Regions from separate parts of the Anas platyrhynchos genome. Here region 1 is linked to region 2. A link is a contact called in public Hi-C data. All regions are on one chromosome and are shown on one strand. The core of a region is the stretch at or near the end of the contact, and the rest is flanking DNA. Distances in the headings are between cores, read along the strand shown. Region 1 holds the start of FOXO3 (forkhead box O3). Region 2 holds the start of SESN1 (sestrin 1).

What was found. Hi-C and Micro-C count contacts between places; a contact is called where the count stands out from the background.
Region 1: a Hi-C map of skeletal muscle shows a contact between it and region 2, with 2.0 times the contacts expected there. The contact joins the promoter of FOXO3 here to the promoter of SESN1 in region 2. A contact is called at or near these places in 2 of 8 Hi-C or Micro-C datasets (liver and skeletal muscle).

The regions. Positions count from the first base shown.
Region 1 is chr3:73,558,644-73,564,504 of IASCAAS_PekinDuck_T2T, reverse strand. It overlaps FOXO3 (forkhead box O3), which reads left to right and starts at 4,001. Exons shown (of 3, transcript XM_038176048.2): 1 at 4,001-5,546. The coding sequence starts at 4,947.
Region 2 is chr3:73,263,479-73,270,152 of IASCAAS_PekinDuck_T2T, reverse strand. It overlaps SESN1 (sestrin 1), which reads right to left and starts at 1,369. Exons shown (of 12, transcript XM_038175890.2): 1 at 950-1,369. The coding sequence starts at 1,279. CEP57L1 (centrosomal protein 57 like 1) reads left to right here and starts at 1,365. Exons shown (of 11, transcript XM_072036121.1): 1 at 1,365-1,505.

The DNA.
Region 1 (5,861 bases), core at 2,752-5,251, 290 kb before region 2:
GAATTAAATACTGATGGAAACCCTTCTCCATCCATGAGAAGCTGGGAGTCTTGTCCTACAAGGAGGGAAGCCTCTAATAACAATTTGAAGATACAGGGTTGAATTTTCCCACCTCCAGTTGTCGGTTTTTTTTTAATATTATTTGGTTGGTTTTGAGGGTTCAGTTGTAAAGGTTGTGCTCCCCAAACCATCAAGATCATTGGGGGAAGAGTAGTAATGTTGCCGTTTCCTTCTGCTGCTGCACTTCTCTTCCTTCCCCTCCCCTCTGTTACAGTGTTTGGTCAGCCAGTTCATAGGCTGAGATCCAACTTCAACTGATCTCTAAATTGCAGCTCATCCCTTTGAGGAAAATTTTGGAGTGGGAACTCTGTCACTGTCTTTGGCAACCCCCTCGTGTCTCCACGGCACCGTTTGGACCCTTGCTCTGTGTCTATCTGCCAGTCAGCCAATCTTTCCCTAATAACTTTGGAGCCCATTAGCCAGTTTTAGCCAAATTGGGCAGAAAAGCTAAAGTCTCAAAGTCTGAAGCTGGCTGGCTCCTAGATGACATTTTCTAATCAGTGCTCAGGTTGCTCTGAATTGGGCGCAAAACCCGCTGCCCTTTGCCCAGCCTGTGTTTAGTAACGAACTGTGGGAAGAACAAAAAAAATAGTCAGAAGTTGCCGATGGGAGGGCTAGGCACAGTTATTGCAGTGGGCACGAAGCCTTTGGAGACCTGGCTGCAGGTGGCTCACAAAAGGGCCCGTTATGTACTTGGTTGTGTGAAGTCCATGCAGACAATGCAGCCATTGTTTAAGGTAACTGCAGTATAACATTGTCTTGCTGAACAGCAGTTACTCTTTACAATGGATGGTGATAAGGGTGAGGAAAAGTTCCAGGTCTGCCCCCCCACCCCAAGGCAACTTTAGCTGTGCCTCCAAGTGTACACCTATGCTTCTGCAATAGCCTGTTTGTAGAAAGAGGCAAAGCCAGAAACGTGACCTGCACTTCTCCAGCTACCAGCCCAGCGGGAATGTAGGTTATGGCAGAAGGAAGGAGTGATCAGATCTGGGTTACTGCTAGAAACTGGTGCACGAACATCTGATGAGAAGCTGACTTTCTGAATCAACAAAATGGAAGACTCGGGAGGAAAACTGAGCTGACAATAGCCTTCTGTAGTCGAACATAAAAGCTTAAAAGACTTAATCTCAACAAAGAAAAATCACTTATAAGGATTGCCACCCAGAGGGTTGTCATAGGACTGCTACTTTCCCCTAGGCACTATGCCATAGGCCCCTCATCTCACGGGTCTTGAATGGTCCATGTGTGACCTGGATAACACACAGCAATGACTCAGCTGCAAAGGAGCTGTGACCCCACTGGATCCATATCGGGTCCTGCCTATGGCATGGAGAACAGCTTTTAAAGGAATACATTACTTAAAAAGGTGTAGGACAGCTTGCCAACACATACATTGTTACGGAGGTCCTTCCTGTGATTCAATGAAAATACATGGTTGCATAGAAGTAACTGAACTCCATTTTCTATCCAAGAAAGTGATTGCCACGCAACTCTCTCTGTAAGAAGGTGGCTGCCTAATCCACCATACTTGATACTTGTTCCTAATGGATACTTGTTCCTAGTATCTGCTCTCCTTACTCAAGTGTATAAAAGGAGGTGCAGAGGAAGACACAGCACTGAAACACTCTCAGTCTAAGTAGGCACAGTAAGTGAGTGAGTTTTTCAGATGGCCTCGGGGCTGGCCTAACTTTATTCCTGTTGAAGTTAGCGATAAAACTCCCATAAACTGAGACTTTCTGAAAATCCCACCCTGGGGGCATTGAAGTACTTAACAGAAGAGACTGGAAATCGTGCAGGTTTTAGATTCAATTTTGATCAGTTTTTATACTTCACTGCAGTGGTCCCAGTCACAGCACAGTGGTAACAACGGGTTCCTCTGTCTTTCCATGTGGCTCGCACACATCTGGTAAGCCAAATGTATAGGAACAATTAAGCTGTGGTTTTAAGCCTGCCTCTAAATGGCACTATAACGCGCACACAAATGCTGCGCGGAGGTATGGGGAACCGGTACAGTGACTTGCACGATTAATGCTGCGTGGCTGCAACACCCGTGGATTTTGAGGAGGAAAGGTAATCCTGCAGTAAAGGGCCGGGGCTGGCACTCGGGAGATCTGGTTTTATTTCTCAGTTCTGACACGGGCTTCCTGTATGACCTCAGCAGAGTCATGTAATTGCTCAGTGCCTCAGTCCATCATCTCTTTAATAGGGTTACTACTTATTTCCTTTCTCCCGCCCTGGCCTGCCTTACTTAGGCTGCAATTCTGTCTGGGAGTGGAGCATTTCTGACCACGTGCAGGGCCTTCACCTAGTACAATGAGCCCTAATGGTGATGCCTGTGCAGTAATGCAATGCCAATTAAATAAATAAATGAAGACGATAATATCATTTAGGACGAGATTTTCAGCTTGTAATCCAGCCCAAGGTCAGAGCACTGCAATTCCCCGGAACCTCGGGACCTGAGGAAACGCTCTGCGGGGAGGTTTCAGCGCCGGCCACACGCAGCCCCGAGCACCGGCAGGTTTTGGGAAAGGCTTTGGTGTCCGGCACAGCTTGGCAGCTGCTCTGGCTCTGCTGCATGTCACAAGCAGGGCCTCCTCGTGGACGAACGAGGTCGTTGGCCAAGCACCTTCCCATCACACACCCTCTTGGTTCGTGACTCTTCAGTGTTACTGTACTCCTCCTCCCCTAGCAGCTGCTAAAAAATGTTCCCAACACCATCAGTAGCTGGTGGTGTCCTTCTGAGGGACCCAGCTGCCTCGCATTCCCGTGAGGGGCCGTGTCGCAACGAGAGCCGCAGCGGGGCACGCGATGTGGTGACCCAAAAGGGAGCTGCAGTGAAAATCATTTCCATGACCCGAACCTGCATTTATTCTGATTAATTCAGTGTCTCCTGCTATATTTAGACAGCTGAGGATTAATTGTATGCATGCTGAAACGCTGTCCCTGGTAATAAAATCACGCTGAACTACTCCTAACGAGTGCCACTTGAATTCGAAGCCTATCTGGAGCCGGAGGGCTGTTGCCCTTACTTAGCAGGACGTGTGAGGCATCCGGGATCAGGGCCTTCCTGCTCTCTAATCGCACCGAACGGTTTTCAAACCTCATCGCTCGTCTGCGATGCCAGATAAATCAGGAATAATTTGTCTAGAAAATAGCAGTTCTATGGAGAAACGCTTCAGAAGCACGCGTGCTTTTTTGTCTGGTGCCCGAGCCGACCCTGTTTTTGCCCTGAATCTAGTCCGTGACGAGGCTGACCCAAGACCGGGCAAGAACTGATAGGTACACGTCGCTATGTTCTGTATTTGTAACGACATCCGTATTAATAGCTCTATATCCTTCGGCTTTGTGGGTCAGCCCTTCTCCCAACCCGTAATTAGCTGCGTCGTCAGGCGAGCTGCTCCGGCGGGCTCTCTGCAACAGCCTTGTGCTCGGGGCAGCGGGACTGCGCGCACGTGGGTGCATGGAAGTCCTGAGAAGTGGCAGGATGAATCGGGCTCCCCAAAATAAAGCTCGCTGCTGTAACTTGTACACCAATTTATGGCCCATGAGGGTGATTTGGAGGGGAAGCAGCGTGGCTGTGGCAGCCAGCGCTGGTTTTCAGTCAGAGCAAGGTGCTGAAGAGGTGTTGGACGTGACGAAAAAACCCAAAGTATGGATTTGCGTCGCTTAAAAACCACAAGAAGTGAGGAATATGGGAATACGGGGTCCCTTGGAGCACCACGCCGCACTCCGCACACCTCAGCACCTCCCACAGCACCCAGCCACTCGGGCCGGCCCCCCAAGCCCCAAAACCTCCCCCAGCTCCCCTCGGGGGACCAGAGGAGGAGCTGGGGGACAGCACGGGGACACGGGGACCACGCAGCGGCCGCCCCGATCCCACCCCGGTCCCTCCCCGCCGGGGCGGCCCCTGCGCGACACCGCCCGTGGGCGGGCCAGGCGGCGCCGTGCGGTTAGGTTGCGGCTCCCTGCGTGCGCCTATAACTTTGTGTTGCTGCCCGTGGTTGTTAGGAGGAGGAGGAGGAGGAGGGATGTGCAAGGAGCCGGCGACCAGCCGAGTGACAGCCTGCTGCTGCTCTTCGGGAGGGCTGCGGCAGCCCGGCTGCTGGGATCGCTCGGCTCTCGCCAGCCGCTCGCGGAGGCTCCGCCGCTTTCGCCTCCTTCGCCTTTAAAGGGAAGGCTCCGAGGAGCCCAAGGCGCAGGAGCAGGAGGAGCAGGAGCAGCAGGAGCCGTGCGGCAGCGCTGCTTTTGCCTCCCCGGCAATCGGGATCGCTGCTGCTGCCGCTGCTGCTGGCGGCGAGGAGGTGGCCGCGGACACCCCCCCCCCCCCCCCCCCCCCGCATCCCCTCCCGGTGCTGCTCTCCCCCGCTGTGCCCGGGCTCGGGGAATGACTTGAGCGAAAAGGGGGGAAAGCTGTCAAGATGGCAGCAGCAGGAGCAAGGAGGTTATGAGCGTGGTGTTGCTGCTGGAACAAAACCCCTGCTCGGCGGCGGCGGCCCTGGGGAGGGCTGAAAGCTTCCGGACCTGTTGGAAGACCGGCGATTTGATCTGCTCCCTGCGAGAAGAAGGATTTAATCGGCGATTTTTTTTTTTTTTAATCGTTATTATTATTTTTTGTTGAAGCCCCCGGGGTGGCCTTCACCAGATTTTGGGGCGGAGGGGGCACCGCAAAGTGACGGGCTCCCGCTAGCATGCACCTGGCCGGCTGCAAAGACTCGGGCTCCCTTTAGGGCGCTCTGAAGAAAAGAGGGAAAAAAAAAAAAAGAAAAAGGAAAAACCACAAAGTCTCGGCTGTACCCCGAAGGCTCCGGGACCAAAGGGGTGTGTGTGTGTGTGGGGAGGGTCCTGTCCTGTCCTGCCCGCATGGAGTGAAGCGCCCCGGGGCCAAGATGGCAGAGGCGTCGCCCCCCGCCCCGCTGTCGCCGCTGGCCGTGGAGCTGGACCCCGAGTTCGAGCCGCAGAGCCGCCCCCGCTCCTGCACCTGGCCCCTGCAGAGGCCCGAGCTGCAGCCCAGCCCCGCCAAGCCCCCGGGCGAGCCGCCCGCCGACGCCGCCTCCATGATCCCCGAGGAGGAGGACGACGACGACGAGGGGGGCGCCTCGGCCATGGCCGTCGGCGGCGGCGGCGAGGAGGAGGCGGCGGCGGCGGCCGCGGTGGTGCCGGAGGAGGCGGCTCGGCTGCTGGCCCCGCTGCCCGGGGGGGGCTCGGAGGGGCCGAGCTCATCCCCAGGGGGTGCTGCAGGAGGAGGAGGAGGAGGAGGAGGAGGGGGGCTCGGTGGGAGCCCGGCGGCGGCGGCGGCGGCAGCGCCGAGGAAGTGCTCGTCGCGGCGCAACGCCTGGGGCAACCTGTCGTACGCCGACCTGATCACCCGCGCCATCGAGAGCTCGCCCGAGAAGCGGCTCACCCTGTCGCAGATCTACGACTGGATGGTCCGCTGCGTGCCCTACTTCAAGGACAAGGGCGACAGCAACAGCTCGGCCGGCTGGAAGGTGAGGGGAAGAAATTGGGGGTCGCCCCGTCGCCTGCCGCGAGTGGGATGTGGCAGCCGGCGTGGGGTTTTGATTAAAAATTGGGTTAACGGGGGTAAAATGGGGTGTGTGGGGGGTGTGGGGTGCGTCGCTGGTGCCCTGTGCAGGTGGTGGAGTGAGGGGAGATGCTGGAGCAGGCTGGTCTGCTGTAGGTGGGGGCGAGCAGGAAGAGGATAAAAAGTGCCCCCAAAAGTCTAAAAAGGGCTTTATTTAAAGCCATAAACATTATTCTCCAAGGCTTGTTGTTTTGAAGTTGCACGCACCGTATTGCTCGCG
Region 2 (6,674 bases), core at 120-2,619:
CTGTATCTTTTAACAGGCAAGATACTGAGGCAAAGGTGGCAGATAAAGTTTTCAACTTCACACTCAAGGTTTTATTGGTTTTGTTGTTGTTTGTTTAAGAGAAACAGTGTGATCCTCAAACCTTTCACATATATACAACATAGATACGCTTACAGCTTTTACTGGTAAAATCTGCCGCAAGAAACATGCCCCATACAGCTCACACTGTATAAATTAAATTATAGCATATTTATTCATCACATTGCATGCTACTGACAAGTCCTACAAAATAAGCCTCTGTCAGCTTCAATAATCCAAACCAAGAATTTCTTTGAACCAGTTCAAAGTAGAACAGAGCTACAAGTTCCTTCAAAGCCTATATATACACACACACAGGGATGTTTTTCTTCCTTTGATTCCCCCATATGAAGACTGTTAAGGTTCAGGGGGAAAAAGCACAATAGTGGGAATCGGGGAGGTAATGCTGAGTACGGCTCTATGCATGTGCTTGTGAGTAAAAGAAATACCTTAATTTCCTTTTCCTACCCTGCAGAAAGCAGTATTTTTAGCAGTGCCCTTTGATGCGAGCGGCACTTCGGGACCTTCGCAAAAACTGCAGGTGAGGGAGCAAATCGCGACGCCAGCGCCTATAATTAGACTGTGAACCGGGGGAAGAGTACAAAGTAACATTTATTTTTGTTAGCATAGCAGGTCTGTAAAGCTAATCCTGCGCTGGCTGGACTCTCGCCTGCTCCTGAGCTGGGAAAGAAAAGAGAAGTTGGGAGATGTTATGCACCGGTGGATGCGCAGACCCAAACCTTTATTGTTTTTGCACTGGGGGTATCCCAGCCCTGTCAGCACAGGCACCCGAGCTGTCAGAGGATCAGGAGAGTTGGAAGGGACCCCCAGGGCTCCCCCAGCCCCCGCAGCCTCGCTGCCGGCCCCTCTCCCCTCACCCCTGCGGGCTCACCTGCACGCCGCTCAGGATGGCCTCGCTCTTTTCCCTCACGTCGCGGAAGGGGCAGCGCTTGGCCAGCAGCAGCAGCCGGGCCAGCACCCGGGGAGCGGCGGCCGCCCCGCCGCGCCGGAGCACGGCTTGCCCGAGGTGCTCCAAGGCGGCGGCGCGGGCGGCGGCGTCGCGGCTGCAGAGCCCGTCCCAGCGCACGTCGCCCTCCCGCTCGTCCATCGAGCCCCCCCCCCGCCGCCTCAGCAGCCCCGCGCCGGCCGCCCCATGGCGGAGCCGCGGCAGCCGAGCCGCCCCTGAGGAGAAGGAGCCCGCGGGGCGCTGCCCGCAGCGCATCGGCGGGGGAGCGGCGCCGCCAACGGCCGCCCAACGGCCGCCCAACGGCAGCCGGCGGCGGGGGGCTTCGCCTCCAGCCGGCCACCACCCCGCGGCGCCGGCGGCTCCGCCCCGCCCCCCGGCGCGGAGGGGAGGGGGCGCCCCGCCCCCAACGGGTGATGGGCGTGCCTGACAGCCAATCGGCTCGCAGCGCTCATCGACGGGGGTCCAATCGGGGAGGGGAGAGGTGGGTATAAGGAGGGGTGTTGGGGGGCGTAGTTCGCCTGGAGGGAGGCGCTGTGCACGTGGTGGGAGGAGGAACTACGTGTCCCAGGAGGCAATGCGAGGTGGGGAGGGGAGGGGGGGCTGGCGGTGCTCGGGGCGGCTCCGCCTCAGCCCCGTTTACCGGTGGGGCGGCCCCGGGGCAGGTCGGGGGGGGGGGAAGTCGCTGTTATTTCTGTGAAGTCGCTGTTATTTCTCTACTAGGGCTTCTAGGGGGTCCTCTTCTTTTCCCCCCAAGTCCAACATTTCAAAACTTCTCGATCTCCGAACAGATAATTCAAAAATAAAAGCAAAAAGCTGGGCGACGGTTAGGAAGAAAATAAAGTTCAGAAGCTTGTGGTGGCAAAAAAATAAATAAATGATAATTATGATAAAATACTGGGCTTTGAGCAACCAGAAAGGTTTATCAAGTAGGTACCTTCAGCCTTTGGTGTAGCCTAAATAAATGCAGGAGCAGGGAAGGCAAACAGCCCATGCTCAAGTCCAGTTGCCTTCTTAAAATTAAAAATAAAAAGTAGTAAAAATTATAAAAAAAAAACCCTCCCTGTGATACTAAAATCAAGCAGCAGGTCCCCAATGTTTTGATGCAGGTGAGGTGCAGGCTGCTGCCCCATGGGCTGCCTTGCCACTGCCCTGGCCACAGGGACTCCTTCCTTCCTTTCTGCAGGAAACAAAATTTTTTGTTTATTTGTTTTTGTTTCTTTTTGATAGTTAATTTTCAGCCCAGTCAGCTCCCTGAGCCGATTTGCCTCCTGGCACGGCTCCTGGTGCTGTCAGGAGCAGGAAGCGTGCAGGCAGGGGCAGAGCCACCCAGGTGCAGCTGCCACCTTGAAGCCACCGTGGCTTGGAGCATGCTGAAGAGCACTTGCAGGTAAATCAGAAACAAGACATTGGCCATATGTGGCCTGGCATAGGTATTTTGCATTTCTGGCATGCATGTTTCCTGCTCTGACATTCAAAACTCAGGCCTGAAGTTAAATACAGACCAAGCAACATCACAGAAATATATAGAAACTCCAACTCCAGGCGCAGAGCTGGGACCAGCTCACAAAACTAGCCATCAACAGCTCCTTTATTTGCAAACAATCTGCTTTCTCCATCAGGCATTCCTTTCGTTTTCCTGGCACAGTTTCTCCAAAGCTTGCAAAACAAGCATCGTTCCATCATTACCTGGAGCTTTCAAGGCAGACCGTTCTATTTTTCCCCATTCCTCCTCTAAAAACCTTTCTGCAGCAAGGCTGAGTTACTATTGTTTGGTGGCGTGAACAGGCCTGGGCTGCTTCACGCAGCTGCTTCCTCTAGGCCTTTGGCACCCTTGTGAACAATATATCTACCAAAATCATCACCACCTGCAATAAATGCGAGACTTTACTTCTCTAAGCACTCGAGGCCTCCACCCATCATAACTGATGGGTTCAAAGAAAATAATGCTGCCAGGGCCTTTTATGTTTTTTTTTTTAATGTTAGCTACCATTCAGCTTCCTGTCCCGTTCTGTTGTCACTCATTACAGTCTCCCAGTTTTCCTGTGAGTAGGCAAGTCACGAATGCTTGCTTTATTTCTATCTAAATCTTGATCTTCAGGGGTTGGATGTACCTTGTTTTTCCCATGGTAAGTTTGTGCTCGCTGGGTGTCTCTGACAACACCTACATACATCAGGGATCAATAAGGTGAAATCGAATCAAAACTGACGCCTTGATGTTAGACTTCAGTAGGGCTTATATTCCCACACTGAACGCTAAGATTGATTGAGAGTCATAGCACTGCCTTTTATCTTTTAGAAGTTGTTTTTTCCACTGGCTGCGAATGAACTCTGGCTACAGGAAACAGATTGTGAAACTGGCTCCAAGGCCTAAACTTCAGATTTCAGCTCTTTGTTTGATAGATTTTAATGTAGCGCTTTGGTAATGGAGATGAAGGTGGCTTTATTTTTTCCAGACCAAATCTCTGCAGTTTTCCGATACCGGGTCAAGCTCCTGCGTGTACTGCAAGACACTGTGGAAATCAAGGTCAAAGGCTACTAGCAGAATTAATCAGAGCCTGAAGTTAGGGGAATGTGTTTGTTTGATTTGTGTGTTCACTGGCTGGAGTTAATATGCTTGTTTTTGATCCCTAAAGAATGGATAAGAGAGAGGCAGAATTATGAAGGAAACAATCTGGCAACCCATCCAGAATTACAGCATTTGAGTTTTTAGAATGATAAGCTGAAGTAAAACAAATCTGTGGCTGTTTTAAACCTCAGTGTTTCCTTCCTTGATTATTTATCAACTTCCTTCTCTTTTAACTGCATAAGGACCTCTATAACAGTATGCAAATCATACCCAAATGCAGAATTATTTTTTTGAAAATATAAAGTAGTTGTATTCATGTCCTCTAAGTTATAAACAAGACCTAAATTATATTTTATTTACTTTCAAAAATTCTTTTCCAGCTTCTGTATGCTCTCAAAAGAGCACTTTGCTGCAGAATTCCTTTAGTATGTTACTGGGAACTGTCATTGACACAGTAAAACTCATGCAACTTAGAAGGAACTGCTTTTTGAATTAGATTCCTTCAAATGCTGTTATTTATGCCCATTTTTTGTTGAGGCTGATTTAATTCAAGCTAGCAAATACCTAGCCTGGGATCTCTTTCTTCTAAAAGTTCACCTTTGCCTCTTGTGAAGCATAGGTTGCTTTGAGAAGAGCTTGGCCACGATGAAACAGAAGCACAGACCTCTTAATGTCATGCTGTGCTTGCCAACTTTCTGGCTGTGCTCCAGTTGAATGTATAAATGCAGCCTCAAAGGCTTAAGAGCTAGACCCCAGAAGAGAGCATGTGCAAATGAAAACTTCTGATCCAAAACATGCCACTGAGCTGCCACCTGAACTCTGTTAGTCTCTTTCTGGATAGAAAGGTCCAGGTTTGCCCCAAGTATCTTGGGCATCTTGGTACCTGTCTCCTGTTTGTGCCCACTTGTGGTCTAGGCAGTAAGCTGAACAGCTTTGAGAGAGGTCCAGCTGAGAAGTTCTCTGAGCCCAGCAGACTCACCCCAGTAAGGTCAGTTTTTTCTGTCAGTAGCCACTGCAGGCTTTGGTGCCCATCTGCATTTGGTGGAGAGCTCACCTTCAGTGTGACAAGCCAGTGATGAGAGAAGCAGCTTTCAGCTCAAAGGGACTTCTGTCAACACCTGGTATCTACCAGGAGAGTGTCCTAGGTGCTTGGAAGGACTGCAAGTGGAAGGGAAATGTTCATCCACTCATTACTTGAAATTGTCAGAGAAGAAGGCAAACGTGGTTTGACATCAAAACTGTTGTGAAAGAGAAGGAGACACAAAGGGGAAGTGTGGTTTTGTAGCCTTTTCCTAGGAAAAGGGACTCTGGGGATCTGGAGGCTATTCCCAAGCTAGTGCTGTTTTATTTATTTATTTATTTACTATTTTTTTTAATCCAGGGACTATTACTATAGAAATAGTAAGATGCATAAATAAAGCCCAGGACTCTTTTCAAGTGGTTAACTACATGTCAGAGACTCATCCTTGGTTTACTTTGTCTTCTGCCTCAGCTGCCATCTCCATGTCCTGCACTCTTATAGGCCCTGTCTGCACGGGGTCATAACTTCAAACGAAAAGGTGGTGACTCCCTGCTTCCTTCCTACTCTTCCTCCTCCCAGCCCCAGCATGGTGGTCAGGGATGCGGTATGAATGCTTCCCAGGAAAGCCATTAAACTCCCGCTTCCTGGCCAGTGCTCTAACCACTGGGTAACAGCGTAGAGAAGATGGACACTATTTCCTCAAGCTACGCTTTAAAAGAAAATGAACGCCGCTTATTGGGAATTTTTTGTTTGCTGACAGCCAAATAGGGCTTTCAAACACCTTTGGCAGGCTGTGTATTAGCACAGGCTCCAGTATTTTCCAGTAATAACACAAAGAAAAATGCTGTGGCAGCAGACGTGAAATGAAATCACGGAGCGGAGAAGCTACAGGGACTCTTTATTCATTGTTTTAAAGAGCAGATTCTGGCACTCACCACTAGAAGAGGACTCCAAATTCTGAGTCCTAACAGGACAAAGGTGCCAAGCACCAGGGTGGGACTTCACATACATCCATGTTCATAGCGTTTCCCTGCATCAGCTCTTGTTAGCTCCCTACTAAGCATGCTGCTTGTTTTGGCCATATACCTACACTTCTTTTACACACAGGGAATGTAAGCCAATCATTACCAAACTCGGGATCCAGCCCTGAGGCTGATCCTGGCACGTCAATCCAATATCAGTCCCACCCCTCTGTGATTTGCTAAGGTCACACAGAACACCAGGAATTCAAGTCGAGTCCCTCGAGATCCACAATTGTGTTCTAAGTTGCCTGGCAGTCAGAAACTGTGCATCAGGGGAGAAAAGTCTCTTAATTATATTATAATCAGTTTAAATTAGTTTTATGTATGAGACATCATGCAGAATTTCATGGCATTTTACTCAGATTTTTCCTGCACCTCTGAAGTCATGCAAGTTGAAATATACAGATTATATGAAGCAAGTATTCTTCTGCATGGTTTTGAATGTTGTAAGTTGTCCCAGACAACATAGTGATACACCATTTTTTTGCATTTCTGAGTACACATTATGCCATACTATATGCATATTCTGGCATTAATACTTAGAATATTGTACGTGCTCAGGATGCACGATGTGGATGTACTGGACTTGCTGTGAATATTTTAAGTCCTGCAAGCGGATGCTATCCTTTAACATTGTTCTTCAGCACGAGAGATCTCCAAAAGAAGATTGAGGAATTGCTCTTAAATCTGCCTGCAGTTTTTCTGCATCTTTAAAGACAGCCGTTGGTGACAAAAGATGACTTGGAGAATCATTTCTTGCCAGGAGAAAAACTTATATTTTCCTCGTTAATACTTATGTATTTTTGGTCATTCTTTTTCTTAGGTTGCCTGGTGTACAAATAGACAATAGAATTCTTGTTCCCTGCCAGGTACCTAGTTAACAGCAGCACAGGAGTATAAGAAAAATGTAGGGGTGGCAGTAGGTAAAAGGAGACAAATCCTATGAACAGTTATTCTCTTTGTTTCTGATCTCATCCATGTCATGCTCTTCCAGTTATCTGGCCAAAGATCTACCTCCTACTCCACTCTAGGTTAAAGGAT